Regions from separate parts of the Mus musculus genome. Here region 2 is linked to region 1. The links are chromatin contacts, called in public HiChIP or PLAC-seq maps. All regions are on one chromosome and are shown on one strand. The core of a region is the stretch at or near the end of the contact, and the rest is flanking DNA. Distances in the headings are between cores, read along the strand shown. Region 1 holds the start of Lsamp (limbic system-associated membrane protein). Region 2 overlaps Lsamp (limbic system-associated membrane protein).

Evidence for each region. HiChIP or PLAC-seq counts read pairs in DNA pulled down with a chosen protein or histone mark.
Region 2: a contact with region 1 is called in an H3K27ac HiChIP or PLAC-seq map of SST interneurons, with 6 times the contacts expected there. The contact joins the enhancer-like site here to the promoter of Lsamp in region 1. A contact is called at or near these places in 1 of 484 Hi-C or Micro-C datasets (cerebellum) and 4 of 115 datasets of contacts at active chromatin or transcription factors (SST interneurons, astrocytes, embryonic midbrain and 1 more).

The regions. Positions count from the first base shown.
Region 1 is chr16:41,530,917-41,537,284 of GRCm38.p6, forward strand. It overlaps Lsamp (limbic system-associated membrane protein), which reads left to right and starts at 1,910. Exons shown (of 7, transcript NM_001347236.1): 1 at 1,910-2,615. The coding sequence starts at 2,461.
Region 2 is chr16:42,118,510-42,124,335 of GRCm38.p6, forward strand. The region is part of intron 3 of Lsamp (limbic system-associated membrane protein); the gene reads left to right. Among named protein-coding and RNA genes, the nearest start is that of Gm52229, 160 kb to the left of the region's middle. Within about 2 kb of position 3,937, at least 6 of the 459 cell types and tissues checked have an H3K27ac peak or open chromatin away from gene starts, as enhancers often do. A contact at or near this core is called in SST interneurons, where this site is marked.

The sequences.
Region 1 (6,368 bases), core at 660-3,159:
CTGTAGGAAGTCATCTACCTCTAAACTAATAAAATACTGTCCAAAAATCCTTTAAATATTCTGGGGGACAAGGCAAATACCATCTGTGAGTGACTCCTTAGGGCTTGAGTTCTGTTGGGGTTTCACAGCTTATTCCTCTTGCTATGATTTTTTTGGTTGCACGTGTCTGTAGCTAACCATGTGGCCTGGTTGGCTTCCTCAGCTTCACTCAATCTTAGCTATGCTGGGGAAGAGAGAGTCTTAACTGAGAAAACGGTTCCATAAATGTGTCCTGTAGGCAAGTCTATGGGGCATTTTCTGTTTTAATTATTGGGGGCGGGAGGTTCCATACTACTGGCAGGAGAAACACCTGGGCAAGATGGTCCTGGGTTGTTTAAGAAAACAGGCTGATCAAGCCACAAGGGGCTTTTATTCCTGCCTCCAGATTCTTGCCTTGAGTTCCTGTCTGGCTTCTTTGATGGTAGACTGTGATGTAGAAGGGTAAGCCAGCAAAGCTGTCCGTCCTCACCATGCTGTGTTTGGCCAGGATGTTTTATCACATTTACTAAGATACAAGGTACAGCTGCCCTTGTCAAATTTCCTTGCTATCACAGAGGAAACAGGTGAAATTCCAAAGCTCTGCTGGTACCAAGAAGTCAAAAGGAAACCAAGGGTAATTGCTTATTCTTGGGGTCTGAGGGTGATTTGCTTGCTCAAACCTGGAAACTACATATCTGTTCCTACCCCCTGCCTCTTTCACATACAACCTCGAACCTGGAAGGATTTGCTGTCTCTTGATTGGGGAAATGAGTCTTGCAATGTCAGTTGTGTAAAGCTGACTATAATTTGTTTTGTAGACTTTATAACACTGTCTCTTGTACTCTGTGAGTGTTGAGAGAGGGAGGATATTCGGGAGAGAAGAGATGTCTTCAGCTGATCCCGTCTCCAGCCTCAGGGCTGAGGGAGCTGCCTGGCATTGAAACTCTCCCTTGAGTGACTATGGTGGGTTTACTCCTTACAGACAGCACTGGCTAGGTTGGGTAGCTGTGTAGGAGTGACAAGTGCTAATTCCTTACACCTGTTTGGCATCTGCATTCAGTATAGTGCTATCTATAGACTTAGATCTCCTTGTAAATGACAAATGTTCAGATCTACTTCCTTGTATCGCTGGGTTTCTTGAGAAGCCAGTGGCATTAGAAACCTGGCGAGCTAGCTGCAATGGACCATGTGAATGATAATCCCGAATCCCATCCCTCAGGTGTCTGCCTGTGGGTTTCCTGGAGAGTGAGGTTGATATGGGGATCAAGGTTCAGCTGCTTTGGCTGGCACTTGGGAAAGACAAGACAAGCATTCACACCCCGAGCCACTCAATGCCAGCATTGTCTCCAATCCATCTTTCATAAGGGGCTTGGAGGGGGTGGCGGGGGAGGAGGATGAAGAGGGGAGAGAAAATAAACCTTTTAAATACTTCAGGAGAGGAGAAAGGGTGAATACCATGCGAGTGTGGAAAGCCATTTGCCAGGACTTTGAAACCAACCTTGGCTTTCAGTTTGAGACTCAGCCTGGCTAGTTTCTTCATCCTTTCTCATTTTTCTGGTCCATTCTGCAGTATGCCTTCCTATCCATGTGTATGTAACTCCATTTGTCAAGGTTTGCATTTCTTTCTTGCCATGCCTTCCCTCTCCTTTCCTGGACCCTTTCTCCTGTCCTTTTACAGCTTAAGTCCACCTCCCCTTCCCTGTCTTAACAGTACCTCTGAGCCCCATCCCCTCTTCTTAAGGAAATCAGCCAGGCCTCAGATGGAGCTGTTGTCCTGACAACCCAAAGGCGCATCAGGCTTTCATTGAGGCTGGCTGCTGGTGAAGAGGGCAGTTGTGCAAAGCAAGGGGCCACGCTGAGGGGTGGGAGGAGGGGATGACGTGGTGGGGCTGTTGAAAACCAGCAGGGTAGGGGGGAGGTGCTGAGTAGAGAGAGAACAGGGACTGGAGGGAGAAACAAGAAAGAGGAGGGGGAGAGAGCTCCTGGGTTGCTGCCGCTACTGCTGCTGCTGCTGCAAGAGGCTGTTTCTTTACTCTCCCTGGCAGGCTCTCCTGCTGCCTGGGAAAGTGGGTTACAGAGGGAAGCAGCTCAGCCCAGACGCTGGCAGAGAAGCAGCCAGCTACAGAGAGTCTAAGGAAGCACCCCTGCCATTGACAGTCGCCTCCTCATCATTAAAGCATTTTATATTTGCACTCTTCCTTCGGAAAATTTGTTCCTCCACTTTCTCCCCGACTCCTGCTTGGATTTGATGAGGGCTTTGTTAAATCCCAGAGGGAAAAGAGACTAAGCGAGGGAAAGAGCAAGGCAAAGTGGAAGGGAGTGCGCGCTGGACCCGCCCGAGCAGCCTTGGCAGTGGCTGCGAGCCCCGCGCGCTAGAGCCCCTCTCCGTGGCCAGCAGCGCGCACACGCGAGTCCACCGCGGACCAACTCGCCGAGGCCACCATGGTCGGGAGAGTTCAGCCCGATCGGAAACAGTTGCCGCTGGTCCTACTGAGACTGCTCTGCCTTCTTCCCACAGGACTGCCCGTTCGCAGCGTGGATTTTAACCGAGGCACGGACAACATCACCGTGAGACAGGGGGACACGGCCATCCTCAGGTAGGGCTTGCGAGCAACTTTTCTGGTGTGTGTGTGTGTGTGTGTGTGTGTGTGTGTGTGTGTGTGTGTGTGTAATAGTGAACTCCAGCTGCCCTGGGTTAGTGGGCGTGTGTGTGTGTGTGTGTGTGTGTGTGTGTCCCTTGTATCGACTTGAAGATTTAGCCAGGAACAAAATTTAAGGGAGTCTGGTCCCTGTCAAGAGCCAAGGGTGCTTTTGGAATGTTGTTCCGTTCTTTGAATGTTGTTTTCTCTAGTCAAGAAAGCCGAACTTTATCTATGGCATTAGTGGCATTGGGCTGTATTCATGCTGTGGTAATTGCTCACGCTTGGCACTTAGACTTTTGTTGAGATTCTTCTATTCAGACACAAGAGTTGTTGAGTTATGGCTTTCAAAACGTGGTACGCAAGGCTGCATTCTCTTGTTCGTGTGTGTGTGTGTGTGTGTGTGTGTGTGTGTGTGTGTGTGTGTGTTGCTCAGCAAGGCTCAGTCTGCCCTAGCAGTAGTTCTGATAGAAGACTTTCTGTAAAGATCTCTGAATTGACATCATAGGCAATAAATCAATCTTACAACTTTGGATGATTACTGAGGCTTTTTGGGAATGTGGACAGAAATCAACACGAGAATGAGAGAACGGAAGGAAAGGATCCAGCCTAATGGCAGGCCGTTAAGAATAGAAAACTTAAACAGAGGAGGAGAAGGCATTAACCTGATATTACATTAGATACTACAAATTGATCATTGAGTTCAAAGTCTTATGCTTATGCAGCTCTGCCAAGCTCCGCAATATAATTTGGGATGGAAATTTGGAAAAGCTTCCCAAGTCCTTGAGAGTTTGACCCTCCTAAGGTAGAGAGACTTGGATGATACCTTGTCATTACTACATTTCCTTAAAGCTCAAAGCTTCTTTCCTCTATTTCCCTTCTCCTCTCTCCCTTCCCAGCTTTATTCGACTCTCAGGCAGATAATAATAGAAAAAGAGGAGAAAAGGAGAAAGTATTTTCCTAGGAGATCTTTTAAAATCCCATTTCTTCCAAATATAATGACCCAGTGTTGGTCTGTCTATCTAGGTAATATTGCTGGCTGGGGCAATAAAAAACAGTATGCCATAGAAAATCAACCTCTAATCTGTGTGCAAGGAGCTGATAGTGCATAAACCCCGGGGCATCAGGGAGCAGTTCTGTGGCAGAGCTGCCTACAGCAGCAAAGTTTTCTTTTCTTTTCTCAGAAATAAATTTGGTTGGCTGTCACAGAATGTCCTGCTTTGGGATCCCTTTAGCCTTGTTAGAGATGAAATCGTGTGTGGTGTGATATGGCATGTTTTAGGGGTGTGTGTGTGTGTGTGTGTGTGTGTGTGTGTGTGTTTTATGTACAGGTACATGTGTTGTTCCAGAGGGCAAAAGAGTGAGCACATGATAGTGTGTGTGAGTACTTCTTTCTTCATTTCCTGGGCTTTGAGTGATTATGAATCCCAAATACCCTCCTAACCAGAGCGGACTTCCCCTTGTAGCTCCCTAGCTTTGTAAACCTGCATTTGTGATTTATCCACACGGGGTAATAAGATTTATAGAGTAATTTATCTGTTTGCAAAGGGATTTGGACATAATGCAGAAAATATTTTTGCAAACACACAAGCATGCCTTCTCAGCTGCTGACATTCGTATTCCCTAACATCCTTAACCCTTTACTAGCAGCAGAGCTCTACGTTTATGCTTGCCCTAGAAGTGACTTGTTTCCCAAGATTGCAAGATTAAAGGTGAGAAATGGGTCTACTCTGAATGTATAAAACTTTTTGATTTAAATTTTTGAAGAGTTCCTGATGTCTTTGTAAATGAGCAGCACAGGATCCTAAGGTACAGTCAGAGAAACATGGACGTGTTAATGAGCAGAATAAATGGATGCTGGCACTTCCATGTAGGGAACACATAGATGTCTACATCTAGAAGAGGCATTCTCATTACAAAAAGATCTGTACGGTATGGATATGTGTTTGCATGATGATTGCGCAAAGAATTTGGAATTTTGTTTTGTTTTTAATTATCACAGTTTTTCAGATATTACAATGTAGAAATGGAGTCTGAGGAAAGGGAACAAATCCAACACCAGTTATTCCCAGGGAGAAGGAAGACAGATAAACAACATGCAAATAAGTCACCTATGGGAATCCATTGCTTCTCCAGACCTCACCTAACATGCCCTCCTTTTTATTTTCTCTGACTGAGACGAGGCTTTATTTTTGAGGTTGGTGGAGCTCTATCAGAAGTAACTATAGAGTGAGTTACTTTTGTTTTCTTAGCTGACCTTCTCCTCAGGCTCTTTAACTGGATCCAGTCTGCTTTGTGGGTCAGTTTTCTGGTGAAGAATAGTGCTGTTACTTTCTGTTTGCAAGTCTAGCCTGGGAAAGGCATGCTTCTACTTTGTTGGTGACATTTTGCTGGGAGTGTGAGCTTCCAGGGGAGGAGAGGGAGGAGAACTTGATTCATTGGCAGCCACAGTAGATGCTTGGCACTGAGAAAGTGAAATGGCAGGGGGAGAAAAATCCTCTCTTAGTGAGTGTGTGGCCCTGAATAGTTAGAAATGGCAATAGGAGACAAGGGAGGCTTGTAGTTCTGATTCTTCAACGACAGGAACTTAGCTGACAAGTCTTCAAAACATTACCTTCTTGCTTCCATAAAACAAGAGTTTCTGTAGTCATTGTTTTAATTTAATATAGCCTTTAGTCCAATTGTGCATAGCAGCTAAGAAGTGAACATCTTGCTTTCATATTCCATAATTTTTATCCTTTTGAAAAAAAAAAGGATACTATATAATTATAACCAAATTTGAAAGAGATAGCCTGAGCCATCCATGCCTAACCTGGCTGTGTCTCAGAGGAAACTTCAAGTCTTTATAAAACTCATAGAAGGAACTGATGAAGACCACACACCACTTCCATCCCAAAGTCAAGGAACCAAAGTGTGATCCACAGATCTATAGGTTAACAGCAATGCAGTGCCTGGAATTCCTTTCTGGATAGAATGAATCTGAACATGGCTTTAGACTGTTATACAAATTCCTTTGGCACATACTTATCTCTGGGACTCTACTCATGAAGCAGACTCAAGTTTTGTTTATTGTTGGTGTTGTATATATGTATGTATGTATGTATTATGTATGTTTTTAACAGAGCCCACATACTTTACCACTTTAATAAGGGGATTCGTCAATCCTTAGAAGTTCAAGTTCTAGTCTTACTAACTCTATCACCTGAACACAGACATCCACATGGTTTAATCTTGATGGATTGAAATACATTTACCTCTCTTTATAAACCATAGACCATTGGAAATAGGTGGTACTCTGTAACATACTTGCCAATAGTGACATCTTAATGGCCACACTGACCACCTCCTTAGTATTAATAGCATATATCTGAAAAGATATTGGTAGGGTACTAGATCTCAAACAACAAGAGTAGCTGCATAAAACATGTTTGCTATTGTATAGCAACTCAGCAAAGTTTCTTTGTAACTATTCATATGCATAAACACAGGCATGTTAAAAGGACAAGTGGACCCAGCAATGTGATCATAATTAATCAAAAATTGAGATATCAAACTGGGATATTTATAATCCCATGTGTCTTTGATGTTTTCAGAAAATTACAGTATTTCAAGGATGGTAATATTTTCTCCATAGAGATGAAACTATATCCAATAAGTATATGAGATTTAGAGAGAAACTGAGTGGTATCAACAGGTTGCTTAATTTTTGTT
Region 2 (5,826 bases), core at 2,687-5,186, 590 kb after region 1:
AGAACAAAAATAAGATTATAGATAGATGAGCTAACATGTCAGCAGGCTGTGAGATACAAAGTGGTACCCAACAAGTGGGGGCTGAATTGTTAGTTCAGGAAAGGGGATAGAATTCAATAAAAGTTATGAGTTTCTCTCGTAATTTTTCTCTCCTTCAAATTCAGTGTCCTAAAATGCAGATTGGTTCCTGATCCAATCTGACTCTTTGGAGGGGAACAAAAGCCCAGATGTTAGTCAGGATGTCAGACACTAAGGTCAAACAGATAGTACCTGAGCCTCACCTAGATGGTTCTAATGCCATGAATTCTAGAACTACCACAGAAAGTCTGAGTATGTTTGTGAAGGTCCCAGTGATCTCTATGTAAAAACAATTACCAAGGAATTCCTATGTAGGTGGTTCATGGACCACTTTGGGAAACACTGGAAAGCATGTTGCCAGGGACCTGAGATAAATGGACAGCATGCTTGTAATCTGGGTAATATACTCACATAACTTCTCTAAAGTAAGAGCAAAAGGGAAAACATTAAAATAGCTATTTTAATTTAAAATATTAGTCCTAATTGGAGAGCTATTTTCTTCTAGAACCATCTGATGCGTAAAGTCTTGATATACGCTACTAAATAAGGCACTATAAAAGATATTAGACTGAAGTTTATGAAATTCATAGAAAAAAAAATGTGTTCAAATGGGTAATGTCTTTTCATTGTCTGATAGAGGAACTGTGGTCTCACTCCAGTGAAGTCGTTTCTAGGAAGTGCTAAAGTAATTATAGTCCAAATGGCTTGCATTTTAAATATAGGATCTTTGGGTAGACTCGAGAGACCCTTGCATAAATGGACAGTGGTATCTGAGGAGATATGCTCTGCTATTATTGACTGTCTTAAATCTGACCATCTCTAGATTGAAGTCCATTATCAATGAAGTGTCTGGACATTTACTCTGTGTGACCACAGTGAGGTTCCCCCATGGTAGGAATAAGATTTAAGGTGAGGTTGCAAACTTCCAAGTAGACTGACTGGTCAACTACCCAAACCGAGAAGAAATGGCCTTAGCACAGGGTTGAGATGTAACACAACAACCTTTTTCTCTGATAGAAGTCATTTGAGTGCATTTAAATGCTTGCTTGTAATGCTATATAATAAGGAAGAAACCCTGAGCCCAATATTTTCCTATGGCAGTTATTAGCTATTGACTGTTCTTGCCATCTGAGAAATGTCTCTGTATAGACTCTTTAATTGCACATGTATAAGGAAACAATTTTGTAATTCATGCCTACCGACATCACATGTTGAAGGAGGAGGTGCGAAGCTAATAGGGAAGTTCAGAAGTTCCTAATGAGTCGGGCTGTACACTGAGTTTTTCTGGGGTTGAGGGAATATAAAAGAAAAAAAAAACACACTAGGGCAAGAGTGAATTATATCTACATCCTACTCACACTTCCATTTCCTTTGAGACTCATCATTTGGATTATTAAGGAAATGTAGGTTGAATCCTTCTCCAAATATTCAGGTTGAAAGGGACATCCTAGTAACAGGGTCAAAGATTCTGCCTAAGGCTATTCAGCTACTAATCATCACTCATAAAAATATAGTACGTAGAGTACACATCATATGAAAAGTGAATAGTGATGCTGACAAAAGATGGTGGGTGGTTTAATCCTTGCTGGGTAAACCAGCAAAATCCATCAATCAGTAAGAAGAACTTTGCAAAATGATGCTAAAGGTGGAGGGGTAGGTAGGAAAATTCCTGTGAGTGTGCAAAGAAACACTGTCACCTTCAATTCCCAGACCCCTCTCAGTCAACAAGAGCTTCTTTTTTTTCTTTTTTTTTTATTGGGTATTTATTTCATTTACATTTCCAATGCTATCCCAAAAGTCCCCCACACGCTCCCCCACCCACTCCCACTTCTTGGCCCTAGCATTCCCCTGTACTGAGGCAGATAAAGTTTGCACGACCAATGGGCCTCTCTTTCCACTGATGGCCGACTAGGCCATCTCCTGATTCATATGCAGCTAGAGACAAGAGCTCCGGGGGGGGGGGGGGGGAGGAGGGGTACTGGTTATTTCATATTGTTGTTCCACCTATAGGATTGCAGATCCCTTTATCTCCTTGGGTACTTTCTCTAGCTCCTCCATTGGAGGCCCTGTGATCCATCCAATAGCTGACTGTGAGCATCCACTTCTGTGTTTGCTATCAACAAGAGCTTCTAACAGCAAGCCAAGCTCAGCTCTCTCTACTCAGAGCTGCGTGGATGAGGACCACAGCTGTGGTTCATCCTGTGGCTGGACGGTGAATGACGGAGGTTAGAGATACAGTGAGACGTACAGGGCACACACTAAAACCTCGTCCTGCCCACTTAACTGGGAAATTGGTCTTGTTTCATATGATATTGGTTTGTTTGATACTATTCTCCTTTCATTGGGATGGCTGTATTATTTGCCAATTAATTTGTCTTCCTTTATTCTAGAAATGGAACCATCTCAGAATTTTTTTGTTTTTGTTTTTGTTTCTGTTTTTCAAGACAGGGCTTCCCTGTATAACCCTGGTTGTCCTGGAACTCACTCTGTAGACCAGGCTGTTCTCAGACTCAGAAATCTGCCTGCCTCTGCCTTCCAAGTGCTGGGTCAGAATTTGTTTTATTTAATTTGGGAAGTTTGTTTGGTTTGTGTGTTGTTGTTTCTTTCTTCCTTTCTTTCTTCCTTTCTTTCTTTCTTCCTTTCTTTCTTTCTTTCTTTCTTTCTTTCTTTCTTTCTTTCTTTCTTTCTTTCTTTGTTTTTAGAAATTTGCCTTTGGAATAAAGCCACAAGCACAAGAAAGGCTTTTCCTATACTGAAATTTAAATAAACCCAATTCCAGTTTTTAAAATGCTTTACTATAAGAAGAATAGAGGATGTATGTCAGGAATGTGAACAGCATAGGGTAGCATAAAAGGGGAGCATCAACTAAGCAAAAGAAAGTTTCCTGCCACAAGCTTCCATTACTAACAGTCCCGTGGGCCGGAAGTAAGACTGCTAACATTACTTAGACAATCTTCACATATAAACAAGTAGGTCAAAATTATGCATATGAAGATATTTGTTCCTGTATGCACATATATTTGTAAATATAAATAATATATTATATGCAATATTCTATAATCAACACAATTATCATAACTAGGTAGCATAGTATTCCATATTACATAAATTAAACCGTACATAAACTAATCTGCACAAACAAGAGCACATAATGAGCCTTAAGTATGACGATGATAAACACTTTGCTGTGATCCCTTCCTTGATTTGCTTTATGACTTTGTCGACAATATGCCTAGAAGAAATGGAGATGAATTTTCCTGTGTGTGAGTTCATACGGTGGCTTTAAGATTACATCCTATTTTATTTCTTTCACACAACATATTTGGTAAATGGTTCCTGCTGCTTTTGCAGCTGTCATTCCGGCTGGCTCTTGTCCCGGTCTATGGATATGGATAAAGCCTCATGGCCTCTCCTAAGACGGTAGCTGCTTCTGCTCCTTTGAGCATCACTGCACAGCTGTGGACTCACTGGTTCATATATGCCCATGTGCAGCTGGAATAGATGTGACCAAACTCTTCCCCAAAATGTTAGGCCACCCTTGAAGTGTTGAAACTTCAGCGCTATATTACTGTGATCCTGTTAGGTCATATATACCACAAATTGGTTCTTCGGCCTGTCATTTGTATAGCGCTTGATAAAGGTTTCTACTATGGAGGTTTTACTTTTTATGTAAAAAAAATAGTATATTGTTTCTTATGGCTTTTTATTTCATGCCTTACTTGGGGTCTTATTCTTTAACCCAAACTGTCCTGATCATTATGCATAGTTGGTCTCAAATCCTCCTACCTCAGCCACACAGGTGCTGGGATTATAGATGTGAGTCACCTCATCAGTCATTCCCTTTTTTTTCCTATGTGAAAGAAGGCTGGGGCCTCCCCAAATCTTTTGATTTCATCTCCCCATTTGAAAATGCAAGTTGCACAAGAGCTAGAGATGGGCCCTTCCTCTTTCTCTATGCTTCCTGATTAACGTATTGGCAGGTGCTTGGTAGTCGTAGACATTTGTTGATAACTATACACGCTAGGAATCTGTGCTGATATTCCATCCACAACTTTCAAGTCCGTGCTTGACTATTTAGGGCTTTTTATTCTGTAGACTTCTATTTTGAAATGTTAGTCTTATTCTACAAGGTAACCCATCTTTAACCCCCTTCACTCACCAGAGAGCAAAGTGCTTCTTTCTGCTTATAGTTATTTTCCACAGAATTTAAAGGCCTCAGAAAACAAATTAAAGGTGGATCAAAAGAGTAGGTATCATTTGTTCCTGTTTTGTAACCCATTGCTTCTAATGATGGCCTTTAAGGATGAAACCCTGCAGACTCTCATGCTGTCCCTGCCCTCAGTGAAACATCGCCCAGTCCACAGATGAGTGGGACTGACAACGTTGGTTCCATCCTCCCTTCCAATTTAATTAGAGAGAAGCTAGAAAGGGCAGCCACCTTCTTCCAATATTCATGTGTCAGGTTGAGAATGTCTTATGCACTTTCTTCATTTCAAACATTGAAACCTCTGGTGGCCTCTTTTTTTTTTCTTCCTTTGTTTTTTATTTAAAAAGAAGAAGAAATATCCCCCATGCTATGCTTTTTAAATGAAGTGACTTGTCAAGTCAGAGACTGTAGCTGTAATCTGAAAGGCAGTAAATTTAGCGACCCTCACTTGCACTGACAACCTGTCCAGCACTTGAAACATAAATAGCATTGGAGACAAATTGCTGCTGTTTTCCTATTAGGCTTCGGCCCGATGGCCTCACAGCCTTCCTTGGTGCCTTGGCCCAGCCTGGTCAATCAGCTGCTTTTAAGAGCAGGCAAGAGCTCTCCTCTTTGCTCCCACTTGGCCTAGATGTGTGCTCCTGAGCTGCACTTGGCCCTTCCCAGACTGATCTGTCTGCTTCACAGAAAGGTTAAAAACCCCATACTGAAGGATGCAGTAAGCAGACACCTGGAACCCAAAATGAATGTCCACAGATTGTTCAATCCCCAGCTTATACACCTTGGTATAAAAGGAAGACACCAACTACCAGACCCCTTGTTATTGTTACAGTGGCCCTAGAGTCTTACCAAAGGCTGTCAAAATTATGTTAGCTGGAAACACCACGCCGGCATCACTTCAGTCTACGCTGAAACATGTTCCTGGCTGCTCTACTTCCCACCTCCACCTCCACTTTCCATTGACTATGTATTGATGTTAAGCAAGAATAGTTCTCTCTGAATTGGAGAACCACATTCAGCAATGAGCTGATCCAGGAAAAAGAGCTGGGATTTAGGGGTGAACTCAAATGAGCCATTTCAGCATCTGGACATGCAAAGGAAGAATGGAGGGGCCAGAGAGGATGGCTATGTTTTGCTTTGCTTTTAATTACATTTCAAAGGCAGTTACAGGACTCTGCCTAGCTGATCTTCCACAGTGCAGCTGCCCTGCTGGGTTTAACACACTCACTTACAAAATGCCAATTGATTTATGTGACTCTTGAAAACAGCAACTGCTGCTCTCATCTCTCATGATATTTAATCCTCAGCCATGGCAGAAACGCTAATAACAGGTCGAGTATTACCCCTGCCGTTTTGATGACAATGGTGAAGGGATCTTGGTCATTGCTGCCTCTGTCCAGCAATTCAAATCTTCACCTCACCCTCCGTATTACAAAACAATCTTGCAAATAATCAAGATCTGCGGGAATTCTTACTTCTATTTTATTCCCAAAGGATTCATCTAGAGTATTTTTTCCCTTTTTATCCAGCTTTAACTACTT